Regions from separate parts of the Mus musculus genome. Here region 1 is linked to region 2. Evidence: chromatin contacts called from public HiChIP or PLAC-seq data. All regions are on one chromosome and are shown on one strand. Each heading gives the region's core, a stretch centred on a gene start, on an enhancer-like site or on the middle of the called end of the contact. The rest is flanking DNA. Distances are from core to core; before and after follow the strand shown.

The links. HiChIP or PLAC-seq counts read pairs in DNA pulled down with a chosen protein or histone mark.
Region 1: an H3K27ac HiChIP or PLAC-seq map of oligodendrocyte precursor cells shows a contact between it and region 2, with 8 times the contacts expected there. The contact joins two enhancer-like sites. A contact is called at or near these places in 4 of 484 Hi-C or Micro-C datasets (the HPC-7 cell line, bone marrow-derived macrophages, cerebellar granule neurons and 1 more), 2 of 115 datasets of contacts at active chromatin or transcription factors (embryonic stem cells and oligodendrocyte precursor cells) and 4 of 9 other capture datasets (bone marrow-derived macrophages, embryonic stem cells, embryonic tail and 1 more).

The regions. Positions count from the first base shown.
Region 1 is chr2:166,352,207-166,358,462 of GRCm38.p6, forward strand. No RefSeq gene overlaps it. Among named protein-coding and RNA genes, the nearest start is that of Gm14268, 35 kb to the right of the region's middle. Within about 2 kb of position 1,440, at least 85 of the 459 cell types and tissues checked have an H3K27ac peak or open chromatin away from gene starts, as enhancers often do. A contact at or near this core is called in oligodendrocyte precursor cells, where this site is marked.
Region 2 is chr2:166,212,592-166,219,754 of GRCm38.p6, forward strand. No RefSeq gene overlaps it. Among named protein-coding and RNA genes, the nearest start is that of Gm30536, 22 kb to the left of the region's middle. RefSeq lists an enhancer at 2,598-4,800. Within about 2 kb of position 3,355, at least 40 of the 459 cell types and tissues checked have an H3K27ac peak or open chromatin away from gene starts, as enhancers often do. A contact at or near this core is called in oligodendrocyte precursor cells, where this site is marked.

The DNA of each region.
Region 1 (6,256 bases), core at 190-2,689, 140 kb after region 2:
ACTAGAAGGATATTTTCCATCTGAACCACCGAGGGCCCGGGCATTCTTCCTGGGATGGACTGAGTTGATGGTTTCATCAGACTATTGACTAACCAGAGTCAGCACAGGCAATGACTCAAGAAGCTCCTGGGGACACCGCTCTCCCCAGCCATGACAACCCCAACATTAACCCTCTGCTGGCCGAGGCATGGAGAGGCCTTAATCCAGGGTCCTAAGGCAGCCAGGATGACAGACAGTAAGCAGGCAGCAGAGGTTGGAAAATCAGGTCACAGCCCTGCCATCATCACTGTTTGCCACACAGATAACCTTGCTCCACCTCTATAGGACAGGTGGGGAAACTGAGACCAGATACTCTGCCAGGGGATGAATGACATTAGCTCAAGTCTGACCGTCAAGGTCATGGGCTGATCAAACAAAGATGAACAAGAAATAAGCAAAAGCATAAACATTGGCGAACGCCTCTAAGAACTCAACCTCTAGATTCCCTAGAAAATTCTGAAGCTTTGGCCACACTGGGCACACGTGTCAGGGCACAGTGACAATTGTGTGAGCTGTATGGTGGTCACCTATGGGCCTGGGATCTTTAGTTTGGCAGTCCCATCCCTCTGTTCCCTCTGCTCACTCATGCCCCTGTCCCCAGCTTTCTGTCCTATCAGTGACTTTTCGTACTCGCATGATCCAGGACCCAGTGTTTAGACAATATTTCTTTATTTATACAAGAAATGAAGTTAAAACATACACAAAGCTAGGCAGGTCCTTCTCTGTCTGCAGAGTTCCTGTGGTGTGAAGAAGAGTTTCCTCCTGCTGGCTCAGGCTCCTTCCGTCAGGTAGAGTGAGTGAGGACACAAGGCCCGGGTGGGCAACAACACGGCTGAGCAGAGAAAGGCTGAGTGCAAAAGAGCGGGAGGCCTGGGCAGTGCAAGGTCAGATCCAGTCCAGCAGTCAGGCAGGGCTGCGGCCTGCACACATCCAGTAGCTCCTGATAGCATTGTGTACAGTCCTCGATACGCTGATTTCTCTTTGTTATCATAGATGGGTCCAAGACAGGGACAGAGCAAGGTACACCTAGGGGAATGAGAGGACAGAGTGGAACAGACTGAAAGATAGGAGAGGGGGGAGGTGAGGGAAGATGCAGTTCTAGGGAGCAAGGAAAAGCAGAGGAAAGTGGGGGCAGGACACAGGCTGCAGGAGTGGGGGAGGAGTTAGGACCCAGCCACTGAGGTCTCTAGAGTTCAAGGCTGGCAAGGATTCATATCCCCAGAGTGTTCTAGCAGCTGTTCAGCCAGGTGACAGTAATGATGGGCTCCAACTGCCAGACTACTGGACCCCACGTGATACACACATGTCACCCAGGGCCTCTGTGTCCCCTGTATACAGTTCACTGTGCCCACCCAAGAGACATGAGGCCTGGCACTGTGGAGTCAGAGCCAATGGCCCTCCCCAGGAAGCGAGAGGGGCCAGATGTGCTTTTGTGGTCTCCATGGAGACCTGCCAACTAGGCGTCCTCCAAGGGCAGAGGCCTCAGAGCTTCAGTTTTTGCCAGGCTTTTGATAGAATGCACACATTTTAAGCAGATCTGCCAGGCACGTGACAGGCCAAGGCATCCCTCCCAGCTACAGGGGCCCAGATGACCAGCGCACCCAGAGCACGGACAGCCAGCCGCATGGCTGCCTCGATAGCAGTGAGCATCACATGTGCAGCTTTTGGGTTTTGCTCAGCTCCACCTGCCATTGTTAAAGCAAGCCCTGCCAGCTCTGCTTCCAGCAGGAAGGCCCCTTGGCTCTGTCCTGGGCGAGAGGAAGAGTAATGACCTCGATGTGGCTTGAGCAGGAAACAAAGCCATCTGAGCGGGAGCAAAGGATGACTCAGAGACTACGAGGCTATTTATTTGTTCAGCCAGCAAACCCCAAACCTTCTTAGATCCAAACCGTGAGCAGTCAGGGCACGGTCCCTCCTCTAGGGGGTCGGATGCTAAGCACATCAACAGATGACAGTGATGACTCCCAGTTGAGGAGACACAGAGACCGAAGGTTAGAGAATGGCGAGGATAGGGTGGGGCATGAAGAAAAGCAGTTCTAAGCAGTAGACACGTGAGACAGAAGCTGAATGAAGAAGAGGAGCCAAATGAGAGGACAGGGAAGAGGGACCCAGGGGGAAGGAACAGCCAGGACAAAGGCTCAGAGCCTCCCAACTGCTGGTACCCACTTGGCCCATGAAGATGGAGGATGTCTCCATCCCTCAGAAGGGCTCCTCCCTTTTTCTTCAAGGGTTGGTGAAGGGTGAGTGCCACAGGTTCCCTCTCATACTAACTCATCTGCCAGCCTTCAAAGAGAACCTCTAAAATCCCAGAGCAGCAGCTCCTAAGGCCAGCAAGTTCCCAGCGTCAGCCTCCATTGCACAACCAAAGCTGTTCCCCACACCCTTGTCTCCTCACACCAGTTTTACACCAAGCCACACACAAAGTGACACCAGCTAGGACGTCGCTGCCCATCTCCAGGTTCTGCAGACAGTTACTAAAATAACAACTGTGTATCTGGAGAACACCCCAAAACACCCACAGAGGGTCTTTTGGGAAACGGCTATCCCGGCTCAGCCCCTGAGCCGATGCATCTCTAAGGGATTCAGAGCTAGAAAGATTTTTCTAAAGCCTCCTATGATTAGAGAGCTCCCACCCCTACCCCAGACTCTGCACTCCCCTTCTGCCCTCTGCCCTGAATGATTCTCAGGTGACATTTGGGGCAATTTGATGACCCAGGCCATTTAGGTCTCGGGAATGTTCTGTCTCTGTCTAGCTGTCCCCTTCCCTCCTCCCCGCTTTTTTTTTTTTTTTTTTTTTTTGGAGACAGGGTTTCTCTGTGTAGCCCTGGCTGTCCTAGAACTCACTCTGTAGACCAGGCTGGCCTCGAACTCAGAAATCCACCTGCCTCTGCCTCCTAAGTGCTGGGATTAAAGGCGTGCGCCACCACCACCCGGCTCCTCCCCTCTCTTTCTCTTCTGCCCCACTCCCTACCTCCACCCTCTGCTCTCCACAGCTCTGAAATCACCAGCAGGGTTTGCAGCCCGAGATCTTCCTCATACATTTATTCTCTCCACGTGGAAGGGGCCACTAATTTCATCTCTGCTCATGAAGAGTCAAAGATTCTAACTGGTGATACTGGAATTTGAATGTGAAACGCTCCCCATTGGCTCATGGATTTAACTGCTTGCTCCCCACCCTGACCCCAACTGGTGGTGCAGTTTAGGAAGGTTAGAGCCTTTAGGGGGAAGATCCTCTGTGATGGAGGGATGGATCACTGGGGCGGGCCTTAAGGTTTTATAGCCCGGCTCCACTTTTTTTTAAACTCTCCTTCCTGATGAGGAATACCATGTGACCAGCCAGCCTCCTGTTTCCTGCCTGCTCCCACACCTTCCCTGCCTCCGTGGGATGATCCTCTCGACTTGTAATCCAGAATAATGTCCCTTAAGTGGCTTCGTGTGAGGAGATTTAAATAAGAAAAGTCACTAATGCATTTTGAAATGCTCATCCTATCTGGGGTCAGCCAAGCTGCCTCCAGCAGAGAGAGCCCCGGGAGTTGTGGATAACAGAGACATTTGTGGACCTCATAGTTATTATCAAGAGCTTCCTTATGGAGATGGATGGCAGACCCAGCTCAGGTCTGTGGAGAGAAAGGGACAAGAAACCCTTCCTTAGAGAGCTTACTCTCTTTGGGGGAGCGGGATCATTCACAAAGAAGCAAATGAAGGCATCACCTCTAGCAACATGAACAAATGAATGGCTGAATGAATGAATGAATGAATCCCGGGTTTCCATGGCTTTCCATAAACAAATTTCTTTTCATCCTTCAAGGCTTGGCTTTCCTCTGTTCCACCCTGGCAGCCTCCCAACTCTGCAGTACCTATGTTTCATCCTGTGCCCCGCAGCCAACTGCCAGCAGCTGGGCTGTGGGGTGGATGGCTACAGATCAGTGAGCATGTGTTTGTGTTCAGGAAGTGTGACTGGGATGGGATCATGTTTACATAAGCTGCATGACAAGTGGATGCATTCGTGTCCGTGCCCATGGAGGAGGCTGTGAAGATGGGGCGCAGTGGACCGTATTTTGTGGGTTGGAATGATGTCGTCTTTGGCAAGGTTATGGTGGGTGATTACCAAAGGGGACACAGACTACACTGTCCTGCTGGTGGCCCAGAGCTGCAGAGGAAGAGAGATTTCTGCCTGGCACTGACCTCACAGCAGCGGGGAATAGAATAGGGGAGAGAGCCCCACAAATCCTGATGGGGCATTGTGCCCTGCCTCCTGGAGTTCCTGGAGCCATTTCAAGGGAAGTCCGAGGTTACCTGTGTAAGCCATGGATGTACGTGAGGCAGCCCAGGTTGATTTGGCAATTGCCTGCCAAACCCCTCCTCTGTGTAGGTCATTTAAGGCCCGAAGTGCCTGCCTTGTGGAGGCCATGGCTGCCTTAACTGATCGACCATCAAGGACTCCCTGAGATGGGCGGAACCCACGCAGACCACAAGGCTACCCGGCCCTGTCGCTGTGAGCTCTGCCTTGTTAGATAGATGGCTTGGTTCCTTGGCTCGCTGGTGCCCTTTGTGGGCAAAATAAAATAAAAGTTAGATGCCTATTCCAATAGCGTGAAGCTGCGTTTAGACAGTGTTCTCCGTAATGCTAGCTGTCAGGGTCATGGTCATGGTCATGGTCACTGCAGCATTCCCACGCACAAACCTGAGAATGGTGCTGCCTTAGACTCCATGATCATGATACCTGCCTCTCCTCTCCTCTCCTCTCCTCTCCTCTCCTCTCCTCTCCTCTCCTCTCCTCTCCTCTCCTCTCCTCTCCTCTCCTCTCCCCTCCTCTCCTCTCTTCTCTTTCTCTTTTTCATTAAAAATTATTTATTTGTTTGTTTGTTTGTTTATTGTATATGAGTACACTGTAGCTGTCTTCAGACACACCAGAAGAGGGCATCAGATCCCATTACAGATGGTTGTGAGCCACATGTGGTTGCTGGGAATTGAACTCAGGACCTCTGGAAGAACAGTCAGTGTGCTCTTAGCCGCTGAGCCATCTCTCCAGCCCCTGCCTCTCCTCTCATATGGCCACCTTAGAGGCCCCAGAAGACTCTTGGGGCTCTTTCCCCTGTCCCTTACTCTGGACACCTCTTGTCAGTGGCCCAACATGCTCTATTCCTTTGAAATACTGGCTTGCCCAGCATTAATGGAAACTCACTTATTGTCTCCACTTGACACTGGATGCCAGACGCCTCAGCCCCCTGAAATGTCTACTTTCACCCCCCCACCCCCAATTCGACCTCCACTGTCCCAGAGAATATCATCAGATGAGGGAGGCAGGCATCAGTCACAGGCTCAGAGTCCTGGCTTGCTCCTCACACCCTCCTTCCACTCCACCACTAGCAGTTATCCCTCCAAATCACTGAGATTTCTGTCAGAAAAGTCTCCTGGACAACAGCCTAGCTCCTTGTCCTGTTCCTGGGGAGGCTGGCTAGGTGGGTGTGTCTCTCCGTGAGGTCAAAGTGCAGATCCCTTGGTGGGAACCAACACAGTGACTGCTTGGGTAGGGTACGGTGGGACTGCGCCAAGGTCCTGGGCTGAGGGGACACAGCTTCTCTCTCCAGGTCCATCCAGGTCACAGCCGTGGCTGGAAGCAGCTTCAGGCTCTTGTGCTTGGAGGCCTGGAAGCACTTCACACGTGGTTCCAGATGACAGCCAGGCTCTGTGCCGTGAGGCTGTGCAAAAGTAAATGCACTCTAGGACGAGCCAGGCCACCCCACCCCCATGCACACTTCCCGTTCTGACATCTACCATGAGTTCCACCCTGATGAGTAGCCCTGGGCATCAAGTCAGGCCTGCTGTGAGAGGATGCTGTGTAACCCTGGCTGGCAGAGTCTGTGGCTACGTGGTGATGCCCACACAGCAGCCACGTCAGCTTCATGTTGGCTGGGTCCAGTTTTGAGTTTCAGAGTGCAGATCCACACTTCTGGCTCCCTCTACAGAGATCACACACTCAAAGCCAATCTCCCACGGAGTTTTTCCTGTGGTAAAGCCTCCTTCAGGAGGTGCGGGTTCCAAGTCACATTCGGCAGGGCTGAGCTCCTCCTGGCTGGCTTCTGCAGGGGCTGAGGGTGCAGCACCCCTTCTGCAGTTAAGTCTCTAGTCTGCTCTGGAAGCCACCTGCAGTGGTGATGTGCTACAGCAGCCTGGGTTTCTGCAGGTCAGATGTGTGCCGCAGGCCTGGCATCCT
Region 2 (7,163 bases), core at 2,105-4,604:
CTCCTGTGCCCAGGCAAAAGTCCTTCCAGCCAGTAGCTTTCATTTTGGGGTGCAAGGTTCAATTTCAGCTCAGGTACGGAAAATCATTTTTACCATAGCCTCCAGCCCCCTAACACACACTCGAGAAATCAGCATCTCCTACTGCATCCCATCATGCAGTGAGTGGGCGAGCATCTTTTCTCTCTCATTTTAAAGGTGGCTAGCCTTTCCACACGGCACCCAGGAAACCCCCACTCTGCTACATACTGAGGGATGTTGCCCCAGTCTTCCTCCAGCGGCCGGGGACAGTTCCGCCCTCCCGAAAGCTTGGACTATGTTAGTGCCATTGTGCCTTCCTGCCTGTATACACAAGCTGTTCATTCTGCCTTCTGTGTGGCTCTGGCTCCTCCCTCAGACCCGGCTCTATTGGACCGCCTCTGCTTCTCTTTTTCTTATTTTGAGGGTTTTATCATCTACTCTGGATATTCATTCTGGTGGATGCTTCTATCCCAGGGTCAACCTGATGGATGTGTCTATGGACAGGGAGGAGTAAGGCAGAGAGGAGAGGGGATCCAGAGCCTGGAGGAGGCTGGCCCACATGGGCTGAGTGACACTCAGAGCTGGAGGGAGCGGCTGTGAGCTGAGGAGCTGTAGGACTTCGCCAACATGCTTCTGCTCTGGCCGGCGCAGGAGAGTTCACTTCTTTGAGAAGATTTGGCCTTGACCATCCTAGGGGTCTGTGGTTCAGACCCGGGTTTTGACATGGTCACATACACAGCTATGTCTGTGTGGCAGCCCTGGGACCCGCTCTGCCCTGCTGTCATGTGGAACATCTCTTACATCTGTCCCCTTCCGTGCCTGCCTGTTTCTGAACCTCATTACACCTGGGCACGCAGAAAGAGGTTCAGGCAAATGGCTCATGAAGCCTCTTTCTAAAGGTTAATGGTGGCTATTGAGGGAAGAGAAGGGCACGAGTGGACGGGCTCAGTGATGGTATGCTGCTTTCAATTAAGTGAGGATAAAGAGACCACTCTCTTGGCAGATACCTGACTGGCCTACCAAGGAGCCTGGTGCCGGGGCATCCTGGGGTCGGACCATCAGCCCTGTAAGCTGGCTTTTTCTCTTTTTTTCTGCTCATTGGAGGGGAGAGAATCAGGGGAGCCCAAGGCCCGAGTCCTGCTTGGCTGCATGGCTGTGTGGAGAGGGATTCTTGGGGTGTTCCAGCCTGGCCAGGTGGCCTCTGGGAGGAAAGATATCTGAGCTCAATCCGGGTGCTCAGAGTGCAGGTTGGCCCTGGGGGAGGAAAGCATCCCTGGAGAGCTCTGCTGTGTCCTGTGTCACTCCCGTGTCACTCAGTCCTTGTCTTGATGCAGGTGGGCACCACTAGAGCTGTCATCAGTCAGAATGAGACAAGTCTTGGCCACAATGATAAAGGAGGATAGTTGCAGACATGAGCAGGTCATCTCCTCCCTGAGCCTCAGTTTCCCCAACATCTATGCCTACTCATTCATGTCTCTATCCTTATCACACTCATACACGCGCACATTGACTCATAGTTCATGTCGGTTGTCAACCTGACTAGATCAGGAGCCAACTAGGGCACAAATGTTCATATGAGGGACTGTCTAGATTGAGGTCCGCTCTTGAGAAATGTGAGTGGAGGATTTGCTTTTATTAACTGAAGTGGGAAGATACACCCTAAGGATGGGCAGAACCTTCCGACAGCAACCCCGATAAAGGGGGATCTGAGAGAAGACCTTCTCTTGTTGCTTCGTTGACTTTGCATCTTGCTGGCATGTTCAGCTGCTCTGCTGTGGTTGCAGCCGCCATTACCGTCACTGCGGCTGCATACCTTTGCTGATTTCACGACCTACTTTCTTTGGTTGTCCAATATGGACTGAAGCCCAGAGGCTTCCAGAAATCCTCCAGGCTTTCGACGCCATCCTGAGACTGCAGAGGCTTCTAGCTTCATAGACCTAGCAGGCACTCTGTTCCAGCCACTGTTGGACCACAGCAGATGGTACGTAAGCCAACTCAATAAATTCCATCCTAATCGGCTCTATTCCTCCAGGGCAGTGGTTCTTAAACTGTGGATTGTGACCCCTGGAGGGGCCGAATGGCCCTTTCACAGGGGTCGCATATCAGATATTCTGCATATCAGATACTTATATTGCTATTCACAACAGTACCAAAATTACAGTTATGAAGTAGCAACAAGAATAATGCTATGGTTGGGGGTCACCACAACACGAGGAACTGTATTAAAGGGTTGAAGTACTAGGAAGGTTGAGAGCCTCTGCTCTAGAGAATTCTGATTAATATACTTGGATTCACATGCTCACACGATCACACACACAGCCACAGGCACACACACTACACACATGTCTACTCTTCTATGTCTGTCAGCTCATGCATACATGCATACACAGTTCGAATTGCTTCCCACGTGAGCACATAATGTACACACATATACTCACATTCATACACTTTCCATACACATGCACACCCACAGACTCATGCACAGCTGTGTTCATTCATACACACACACATGCAAAACACACATACACACAGATATATGTTCTTATACATAAACACATCACACTAACAGAGTAGGCATAATTAAAATGCCAGGCGTGCCTGGGTCTCCCCACAAAGCCCCTAGGATGGACCTGCCCATCATAGGAGGGAGTCCTAGTTGACCCTGGTGACCCCTTCACCTCTCCATGGCAACCAGCCTGACACCTGTTTGTCAGGTTAAAAGCCAGGGGCTGACAGTCTCTCATGTTAATTCATGTAAACCGTCCGCTCAGCTGTTCATCATGAGTTGAGGCAGCAGGCTCATGACTGACAGACGCCTGGTACGTAGTGTGTGTTGGGGGTGAGCTTGGTACAACTAGGGTGAGGTTAGGGGTTAAATACCGTGAACACAGCCAATGGCTGTGGCTTATAGTGCTGGTATCATCAAAGGGCTGATCCCCAAGGTCATATAAGACCCAGTGAAGTCTGGTGTGTCCGGAAGAAAGTGGGTAAAATATATACTCGACTTGACGGACCCTCCCCCAACCAACCCCACCTTAGTTGGGAAGTGGGTGGCTGCGGGGTCTGAATGTGTCCCATACAGTGTTCTCTAGTGACTGGGGTGACTAGGGCCGTGGAAACCCAGGCCTGCTGGCAGGCTCTAAACTCTGCATTTTGTGTTCTCTGGTTGTGGGACACAGTGGGTCTGTGTCCTCAGAATGGTGCCTCTCCTTCAGGGGTCACTTCCAAAGAATGCCAAGTGGCAAGCACCAGAGCTCAGCATTTGATGCTCTGTGGGGACCGAAGCAACCCTCCTTTGTGAGCGATGACAGAGCCATTGGCTGCTGTCCTTCAGCCAGGAGGGGACTTGCTGTGCAATGGCCCCCGCGGCTTCCTAAGTAAGTACCCGTGAAATCAGCCTGTGCTTTCTAGCTGAGCGGACTTTGATACTGAGGAGGGGCCCTGCCCCGGTTTGCTTCCAGCTGGAGAGCAGAGTCCAGAGCAATGGCCAAGCAGCCACTTGTGCCAGCTGCTCAATGGGGCGGGAGATTTCTTGTGAGCCATGGATACAGTGATTGCCAGTTCCTGACCCTTCTCAGCTCCCAGACACTGGTGCTCATGTGTGGCGGGGGCTCTTTGGGGACTGTGGCTGCCATAGTTATATAAGCTCTGTTCCATTTTATTGAATATGCTAGCACTAGGAGGGGTCGTTAGCTTCCTCTTCCGGGTCACCCTGGAACCCAGGTGTCCAACAGCTCAGGAGGCGTGTGAGCCACGTTCCCTAAGGAATCAGGATGGGCTTGTAGGTTGTGCCTCCACTCTCCTTGACCTTGAAGGGGGCATCTGGGTTGTATGTGGGGCCTGGTACGTGGGACCCCAGGGGCTACCATGGCAGAGAAGACTAAATCTTGATTTGTGACTCTCCCTCTGACCATTCGAGCAGGGCTACTCCTCGCTCACAATTCTTGCCTCTTGAGACCTCAAGGGGAGGGACTGCCACTGAAGATCGAGCGTCTGTCACTCATTCTGTCCCCTCAGTCTCTGCCAGACAAACACTGGCAATCAGCCCCTTCTGCAGACTCTCTGGAACAAGTCACTCTCCCAGCTCTTGCTGTGCCCTGTGGGTCTTGCTCTGGCTCGCGGCGCTTGTGTGGCACTGACAGCCCAGTTCCGCAAGGAATCGATCTTGCCCTGGGCACAGGCCCTGAGCTGAGAGAATTGGGCCGGGAGGGCTGAGGAGGTCCGCTCTCCTGCTTCTTGCTCCCATGTGCCTCCAGCTCTTCTCTGAGTCTTCCATCTCTTCTCAGAAGTCCTCGGGGACAGCTCAGTCCCTTTTAAAGCTGCTTCATCCTGATCACCAAGGCCAGCTCAGCCCCATATAGCTCTTCTCTGCAGGTTTCAACCCTATCCCCCTTCCTGATGGGAGTACATGGCTTGTCACGGGGGGTAATACATATGAAAGCCACACAATGCACCTGAGATCCACCCTCCCTCCGTGTCCTTCTGTCCCCTGTAACAAACATAACCCCAGCTGTCCTCAGCAGCCTTTGTGTACATGGGGCCAGAAAACTCACCCAGAAACCCCGGGAGGGGGTGACGTGTGCTGCGCTGAGGACCAGGCCTGGTTATGTATACAGCAGGTACTTCCATGCTTCCTCGAGGCCAGGGTCAGCGGTGCAGGCTGGCAGTGTGTGGCTGACCCTGAAAGAACCGATTCTGCGGGACAATTGTGTTTCATGCATCAGTTCAGACATCCTGTGCAGATGGCTGGGGGTTCTCTGCGTCTTCTGCCGTCTTCACCTGCACAGCAGTAGCCGAGCCCACACGTATTGTGTACCAGGCACCGAGTGAAGCGTCTCCATCCTCCTCATCCTCCCAGCAGCTCTGAGACGGGCACTATGGTGGTCCCTGATCTGTAGACTCGGAGCTGGACACAGAGAGCAAAGCATTCCAAAGTCACTCCGATAGAGTGCGGTATAGCTGGGGCCTCGGTGGTTTGCTTCCTCCAGCATCAGATTCTGGGAGCATCAGTTCCTTGGGGACCGTTCTCTCAATGGTCTGATAGTCAACGGGAGGGACACAGTATCTCTCTTTAGAATCTCCAGGTTCCTGCCAGGACAGTCACTCTGGCCCTACTCTTGTTCATCTCTCTGTCAGGAGCCCCCTCCAGCCACCCCTCCTGGGCTCTGTACCTCTTTCTCCTTCAGGAGTCCTGTTTTCTGTTTCCCATGTTCCATCTGAGCATGCCTGACCCTTGCTGCAGCACCTACGGTTGCTGCTTGGAGCATCCCATCCTGGGAACTTCTGTTTCCAAAGGATGCTGAGTACAGGGCATCAATCCAGCCCCCACACCATCGATCACAGCCACAGGGACCTTCTTGGCTCCAGAGTGTCTCAAAGCATTGGTTGTGGGGTCCAGCCTAGGATATGCCGGGTCCAGGCATTTAGTTTTGAGGGTCTCTATCAACACTAACAATTTGCTCAGAGGATACGTATCAAAATTCCCAATCAAACGACAGGCTGGGACTTAGCTCTCAGTCAGTCAGAGAATCTGCGTTACTGTCTATGATGGTTGGTTTTAACTGTCAACTTGGCACAATCTAGAGTCACCTGGAAAAGAGTCTCAATGGGGGACTGTCTAGATCATAGTGGCCTGCCTGTGGGTGGCATGATTAGTTTTGATTAGTAGGAAGGCTCACCTGCTATGGGCGGCACCATTTGTTGAGGGGAAAGGTGCTGGATTTCATCGGATCACTGGCATGTATGAATGCATTTATTCATGTCTCCCTGCTCTTGACTGGATGCAGTATGACCAACTACATCAAGTCACACAGCTTGATAGCTCCTGCAGCCCACGACTTCCTCAGAAAGGTGGAATTTGTGGCCCAAAATTCTGAGCCCAATAAACCATTTCTTCCTTATGCTGATTTTTCAGGGTAATTTAAAAATGTACAGCAATAGAAAATGAAATTAAGACAGCATCCAGTCAGGCAATGTGATTTTTATTTTTTTTAATTTTATTTTATTTTATGCGTATGGGTGTTTTTGTCAGCACATATGTCTGTGAACCACATGGATGTCTGATCCCTTCAGAAGCCAGAAGAAGGCGTCAAATCCCCTGGGATTGGAGCTACAGAGTGTTATGAACCACCATGTGAGTGCTGGGAGCCAAACCTGGGTCCTTTGGAAGAGCAGTCAGTGCTTTTAACCACAGAGTCACCCGTCCATCCCTAACATGACATTTCTTTGTGATGGCTGAGTACAAGTTTTTCCCTGGCAGGGTCACAGAGTACACAGAAAACTCAGACCAAGTCAGATGCAAAAGAACGCGCCCCTGCGCAGAGACTGTCAAGGCAGTCATCTGCATATGTACGTACGGACTGGTTCCTTCACTTAACATACGGATGGGCACCTCCCCTGCCACCACAGCTGCTGCACTCCAGCTGTTCAGACATGGCAGCGAGCACTATCCATCTGTTGACAATAGTGCCCTGCCTCAGAGGATGACAGGGTCCAGGTAAACCAATTAGAAGGCAGTTTTAGGGGAAGCTGATGAGGAACCAGGGGGAGCTGATGCAGGAACAGAAGCAGACGGGAGAGAGGGAGGGCGTCCTGGGGCAGGGCAACAGTTTCATTGTAGGATACAGAGGGGAGGGTCTCTCTGAGGAGGTGACTCCTTAAGGGTAAGGAGCAGCTATCAGGGAGATCTGAAGGGATTATGCTAAGTGTAAGAATAGCATGTTTATAGTCTCAGAGGAAGGGCCAAGGCAGAGGATGGAGGAACAAGTCGGGATGCTGAAGGAGGGTGTGGTGGGAGATTCGGTCTGGATACACTTGAGCGGCTATCAAGGGAGACAGGAAGAGGAGGGAAGAGGATCGGCACGGTGTTGTTTAGAGTCTCAGCATCTGGGAGGTGTTACCTCTGGCCGAACATTCAGCTTCCACCCCATCTCTACAGGCACACGGGCTTCTCTTATCCAGGCCTCCGAGGTTATACATTTGCTTAGTTGATCAGGTGATCAACTGAGTCCGGTGGTCATCCTAACTGGAGAGTGCAGGGTCTCTTTTAAGGCACCATGGGAAAACTTTACATACAGGTAAACATATCGTGATCTCTCCATGGAAACAGACTGCAGAAGAAAGCGTTCACACAGCTTCTGAGTGGT